Linked DNA regions of Anser cygnoides: region 1 is linked to region 2. Evidence: chromatin contacts called from public Hi-C data. All regions are on one chromosome and are shown on one strand. The core of a region is the stretch at or near the end of the contact, and the rest is flanking DNA. Distances in the headings are between cores, read along the strand shown. Region 1 holds the start of SMYD5 (SMYD family member 5). Region 2 holds the start of SPR (sepiapterin reductase).

The links. Hi-C and Micro-C count contacts between places; a contact is called where the count stands out from the background.
Region 1: a contact with region 2 is called in a Hi-C map of liver, with 3 times the contacts expected there. The contact joins the promoter of SMYD5 here to the promoter of SPR in region 2. A contact is called at or near these places in 4 of 7 Hi-C or Micro-C datasets (fetal liver, granulosa cells and liver).

What each region holds. Positions count from the first base shown.
Region 1 is chr4:1,903,529-1,906,581 of Taihu_goose_T2T_genome, forward strand. It overlaps SMYD5 (SMYD family member 5), which reads left to right and starts at 1,377. Exons shown (of 13, transcript XM_048045611.2): 1 at 1,377-1,904; 2 at 2,192-2,300; 3 at 2,970-3,053. The coding sequence starts at 1,815.
Region 2 is chr4:1,718,415-1,721,600 of Taihu_goose_T2T_genome, forward strand. It overlaps SPR (sepiapterin reductase), which reads left to right and starts at 1,253. Exons shown (of 3, transcript XM_048045642.2): 1 at 1,253-1,695; 2 at 2,428-2,718; 3 at 2,832-3,186. The coding sequence starts at 1,344. The coding sequence ends at 3,022.

The DNA.
Region 1 (3,053 bases), core at 127-2,626, 190 kb after region 2:
CTGTCACCTTGCAGTCCCAGTGCGCCGCGAGCTCAGGATAATTCATTGTGCCTCCTCCTGACCCACAACACTGCATATCACTTTACTCTTGTATTGTTATTTATAGAAATAAGTTTTTTTTTTTTCTTGGTAAGTGTTATTTATTTGATTTGTTTCTTAATAAAAATAGCGTATTTTAAAAAAGAAATGGGACTGGGTGGGGATGGCAGGGTTTGGCATCACCTTGGTTTCTAGGTGGGCAGCGATGCCTTGGTGGCTTCTTGCCCCACAGCTGCCGAGGATGGGCTGTCCATCCTTTTTGTTGTGCTTGGTTTTCTGTGTTTCCCGGGAAACTGATTTAAAAAAAAAATAAAAAATGGAAACCTCCTAATAAGACTCCTGTTGTCAAAAAGTAACGGCCGCTTTCAAACAGCAGAAGACATCAAAATGTGCTTTCCTCTGACCCATTCTCATTCCTGACATGCCAATACAAACACAAGCACTTCCCCCTCACACACTTGTGTGTTTGCTGGTAAACCTGCGCACTGACCTCGGCTTGAATACTTGGAGTTGAGCAAGGGCAGCTTTTAAACTGATGAGCTGAAATTTAACCTGTGAGTAAGTGTCAGAAAGCAGGGGGGAAACATTTCCAACCACTTGAATTTTAATGTGAAATTTATTCAAACAAAAAAAGCACATGTGTTTCCATCCCACCCCCCCCCCCTTTTTTTTTAATGGAAATTGATAGCCCATGTTAAGGTTGAAAGTAGATATTTTTTGTCCAATTCCTGCAGAATTGGGACTGCATTTATAGTAAGAAATGCCACATTGGGTTAGCATGGGCAGAAGGGTTGGGTCATGGCTCAAGCTGGTACTCCTACATTATGACTTCCCACTGAAACCTTACAGAAAGAGGACACATAGCGCTATTATTACATTAATGGCTACTCTTGCTGCTGTTAGCGTGAGTATGCTATTAAAATAGTAGTCAAAAGGTAGCATTTATTCACCTGTGCACGCGTCCTTGTCTGCAGGACTGCGGGCATGGCTTTGCAGAGCAGCGCTCCCAACAGGGGCTCGCAGGAAAAAAAAAAAGCTAAAAGGATTTTAACCACTTGGAGGAGAACCACAAGCCGACAGTGACACCTAGTGACACCGAAAAAAAACCCAAAGCTCCCCAAAGTAAACCATCCCACGTTCCCAAAGCCGCGATCAAGGAGCGGGGCTGAGTGCAAGCGGGCTCTGGCAGCGCCGGCATGAATTAAAGTATGATTAAATACAACTAAACTCTCTGTTTTCATGGATTTTAGGCGTTTGCAGACGGCCAAGCAACGGAAAGCAAGGGCGCATGTTAACGTGTGCAAATTTTGTGTTTATTTTGCAGAAGGCTGGGCCAGTTTTGAGGGCAGCTGGACACGTCTCCTCACACCGTGAGGGGCACAGCGCCTTCTCGCCTGAGAGGGGCTGTCCTTCCCCGTCAAGGTGGTTAAAATAAAACAGTAATTTATAGTGGAGAGCCAGTCGTGCTCCCGGCTGCCAGTGGAGGCTCCCCGGCCCCGTTTGGAGGATTTTTTGAGGTGTTTTTTTTTGTTTTTGGAGGGGACCGGGGTGGCGGCGAGGTGAGGGGAGGGCTAAGATGGCGGCTGGCCCCCGCCCGCCCTCCGGCCGCGGGGCTGAAGGGGTAAGGGCGGCCGCGGCCCCGGGCCGGTGAGGAGAAGGAAAAAGAGGAGGAGAAGGAGGAAGAGGAGGAGGAGAAAGAGAAAGAGGAGGAGGAGGAGGAGGAGGAAGCGCTTCCCGCCCCCAGCGGGTCAGAGCGGGGAAGTCGCCGCCCGAAGATGGCCGCCGCGGCGGGGGACGTGTGCGGCTCGGCGGCGGGAGCCCAGCCCGGGGCCGCGGCCGAGGCTCGGTTCATCAGCAGCGCCAAGGTGAGCCCGGCCCGAGGGGCGTCCTGCCCTCCCGCTGTCCCTCAGCTCTCCTCCTTCCTTCCCTTGGCCCCGCGGTGCCACCACAGCCCTGATGGATCCCAGCGGATCCAGTTGGGAGAGGGGGGAGAAGCCTCGGCGCTGCCTCGGTGGGGTCGCACCTCGCCTCGCCTCAGCCAGCGCCGTGCCCGGGCGGGCTCGGTTTTGGGGTGAAAACCTCCCCGGTGGGGTTCGGTTTGGGGTGCGTGGCCCCTTCCCGGCTCCCCTGAACCACGTTTCATCCCTCGCAGGGGAAAGGCTTGTTCGCCACCAGGAGCATCCGCAAAGGGGAGACCGTCTTCGTGGAGCGGCCGGTGGTGGCCTCCCAGTTCCTCTGGAACGCCCTGTACAACTACCGAGGTGAGGCGATGGCAGCCGCCGGCTTCATCGACAACTTGCCTTTTTTTTTTTTTCTTTTTTTCCCCAAAGGAAGGGGTTTTGGGTTGGTTTCGGCACCGCCAGGCGTGCGGCACTGCTGGCGTTTTGCTTTGCGCTGAGCTGTCGACAAGCTGAAGGAGCAGGCACGGTTTGAGGGGATAAACACCCAGCCATCGAGCTGGAAAAAAGCACCATGTGCCACTGGGAGGGTGGAGACCCCGATTTTTGGGTGGTTTGGGTGCCAATCCCGATTATCCCAGCACAGGGTACAGCCCACAAGGATGCCAGTGTTCTCTGGAGGTGTGAAAATGCAGAGCGCTGGTAGGAAGAGCAAGGATTTAAACTTTTTTTTAGTGTTTGTGGCTTAAACTGCTCTGCTGGGCTGGTGCTTTTGGGTCTAGGGCAGAAGGAGAAGATGTGGTGTGACTTGGAGAAAAGAAATGCAAAAGTGGGGTTTGGACACAAGCCGAGCCATGCCCTGCGTAGACCCTGCTGTTGGCTGAGCTGTACCAGAGATCAGCAAAATGGGGATGCTTGTCACGTGTATCATAAGTCCCTTAAACACCGGGCTGTGAGCATGCTTGTCTTGTGTATCATATGGCCCTTAAACACACGTCTCACTGGGTGTCTGGTTGTGTTTTCTCCCCACAGCCTGCGATCACTGCCTGCGGGCTTTGGAGACGGCGGAGGAAAACGCCCAGCGGCTGCTGGGGAAGAGCTCCCTGGTGCTGCCTC
Region 2 (3,186 bases), core at 3-2,502:
GACTCTCTGGGATCGGGCCACACTTTTGCCACCTAATCCCAGGATCCCAGCGTGGCTGAGGTGGGCAGGGCCCCCCCGTGTACCCCCCAGGGACACGTCCCGGCGGCTGCTGAAGCTCCCCCAGGAGGAGCCCCCCAAGCTCTGGGCAGCCTGTGCCAGGGCTCCGGCACCCGCCCGGCCCAGCAGTGCTGCCTGAGGGGCAGGGGGAGCCGCCGGGGCTCCGCGCTGGGCCCGCGGCCTCTGGGCCTGGCCCTGGGCACCGCTGAGCAGAGCCTGGCTCCGGCCTCTCCGCACCTCCCTGCGGGGCTCGGCGGACACGGACGGGATCCCCCTGCCCTCCTCGTCCCCAGGCCGAGCAGCCCCAGCTCCCTCGGCCTCTCCTCACAGCAGAGGTGCCCCAGGCCCTGCGGCAGCTCAGGGGGTGATGCTGGGCTCATCCCAGTGTGCCCAGGGCTCTCTGGCAGAGCCAACACTGGGTTTGCAAAGAACCAACCCCTCTTAATGGCACACTGGTGAACAGCAAGCACAAAGGGGTACAGAGGCCAAGAGGCCAGCAGCGCATGGAGCGGCAGCGCTGGGTATGGAAGGTCTGGATCAGGGTAACAGGCACAACAGCTGCACTGGAAAATAAAAAATAAAATGTTATAGGGAAAAAAAAATCAAATGGGGGCAAAAAAAAAAGCTGTATCAGTAAAAAAAAAAACCAACAAGTAAATATTGGGAAGAAAAAGTATATCAGGGGAAAAAATAATTGGGGAAAAAAAAAACTATGTCGGGAAAAAAACATGATATCGGGCAAAAAATATATAAATATATCGGAAAAAAAAGATATCGAGGAAAAATAAAATTATGTAGGGGGAAAAATTTGATATTGGGCGAAAAAAGACTACATTTGTGGGAAATAATTATATCGGGGAAAATAATTATATCGGGGGAAAAATAAATATATCAGGAAAAAAAATGATATCGGGAAAAAAATATATCGGGAAAAAATATATATCGTGGGAAAAAAATATATCGTGGGGGAAAAAAAAAAAAAACAACTGTTATGGGGCCAAAACCCCGATTTGGGGCCAAAACGCGCTGGAGAAGCCCCGCGGGGCGGGGGCGCGGCGGGAGTAGAGCCGAGCCCTGGCCCCGCCCACCGGGCCGCGGGCGGGGGCGGCGGCAGCCAATGGGAGCTGGCGCGGGCGGAGCGGCCGTTGAGGGGGCGGCGGGGGGGCATGAATGGGGCGCGTGACGTCACGGGGGCATGAATGGGGCGCGTGACGTCGCGGGGGCATGAATGGGGCGCGTGACGTCGCGGGGGCGCTAAGCCACGCCCCCCGCCGTGGCGCGCCGCGATGGAGCCGGGGCCGGGAGCGGGGCCGGGAGCGGGGCCGGGAGCGGGGCCGCAGCGCTGGCCCCCGGCCTCCTGCGTGCTGACGGGCGCCTCGCGGGGCTTCGGGCGCAGCCTGGCGCGGCTGCTGGCCCCGCGGCTGGGCCGGGGCTCGCTGCTGGTGCTGCTGGCCCGCTCCGAGGCGCCGCTGGCCCAGCTGGCGGCCGAGCTGCGGGGCTCCGCCGCCCCCGGGCTGCGGGTGGAGTGCGTGGCCGCCGAGCTGAGCTCCCGGCAGGGGCTGCGGAAGGCGGAGGAGGCCCTGCGGGAGCTGCTGCCTTCGGCGCCGCCCGGCCCCCTGCTCGTCGTCAACAACGCCGGTAACTCCCGGGCTCGGGGTCCCTGACGGAGAGGGTGGGCGCGGGGGGATTGCCGGGGGCTCGTTGTGAACGGGGCCGGGGAGCTCGGGCAGCAGCGCCGGGACCGCTTCTTGCTGGGATGTGGCGCAGGAGCTCCGTGCTCTGCTGCTGCCGAGGCTCCTGCAGCCACTCCACCCCCCCTCCTGCAGCCCCCTGCCTTCCTCCGGCCTCGCTCCCCGAGCTCTGTCCTCCAGAAAATCTTCTGGCCCTGCCTTGTGTGCAGTTTTTTTTGGCTTTAGGGCCAAAGTCTGCTGGCCTTAGGCCCCCTTTTTCCCCATTACTGCTGTGATAAGGCCAACCGTTCCAGTAGGTAACGGCACTGCAGGAGCAGGGCCTCAGGTCTTCCCCTGACTTGGTTCAGGAAGATCAAACGGGCGCAGAGCGTGTGGTGCCCCGTGGGACATTGCGCTTGAGGCCGAAGGTTGGGAGCTGCTTGTTCAGGCAGGGCAGGTCCTTGCCCCGTGGTGCTGCCTGTGGGCACTGCTGGCTCGGGGTGACCCAAAACCCTGAGCAGAGCCGTGCCGAGCTCCTCGCTCTGCCAGGAGATCCTGATCTAGGCAGGAGAGCTTGGACCAGCAAAGCTGCCTGGTGCTTGTCCGTGTTGGGGGGTTGCTTGTGGAAATGTGGGTGCAAATACGGACATTGTTTGACCCGTATTTAACTACTCCAGCCTCACTTGTCCTTTGTTCCAAGGCTCCCTGGGAGACGTCTCCAAATCCTTCCTTGACCTCACCGACCCGGATGAAATCAACACCTACTTCGCCTTCAACATCACCTCGGCGCTTTGCATCACCACCGCCGCCCTGCAGGCCTTTGGGAAGCGCCCCGGCTCGAGCAGGACGGTGGTGAACATCTCCTCCCTCTGCGCCCTGAAGCCCTTCAAGAACTGGGCGCTGTACTGCAGCGGGAAGGCTGCCCGGGACATGATGTTCCAGGTGCTGGCGCTGGAGGAGCCCGACGTCCGCGTGCTCAACTACGCCCCGGGTGAGCAGGGGGGCTCATTAATTGCTGCTGGCTTTATAAGAGGAGATATTCCTCCAGGTGCAGAAGGAGAACGGGCACCAGAGTTTGTGATTTCTTCTGCTTTATTTCCCCAGGTCCTCTGGACACGGACATGCAGCTCTTGGCCCGCACGGAGACCGGAGACCCCGAGATGCGGCGGCATTTCCAGAGCCTGCAGGAGAGCGGGCAGCTCATAGACTGCTCCGTGTCGGCCCAGAAGCTCCTGAAGCTCCTGGAGGAGGACGCCTTCAGCTCCGGCGCCCACGTGGACTTCTACGACGTCTGAGCTGCTCTCACCTGGCCCCTCGTCTGCGTGCTTTGCTTTCTTACTTCTGTCGGCCGAGCTGCCCCTTGAGTCGGGGCTTTTCCGAAGGAACGGGCACGGGGGCTTAGAGCTCTCCTGTGCAGGCACGTGTGCAAGCCAGGGAGATACTGGGGTGCGTGAGGGCA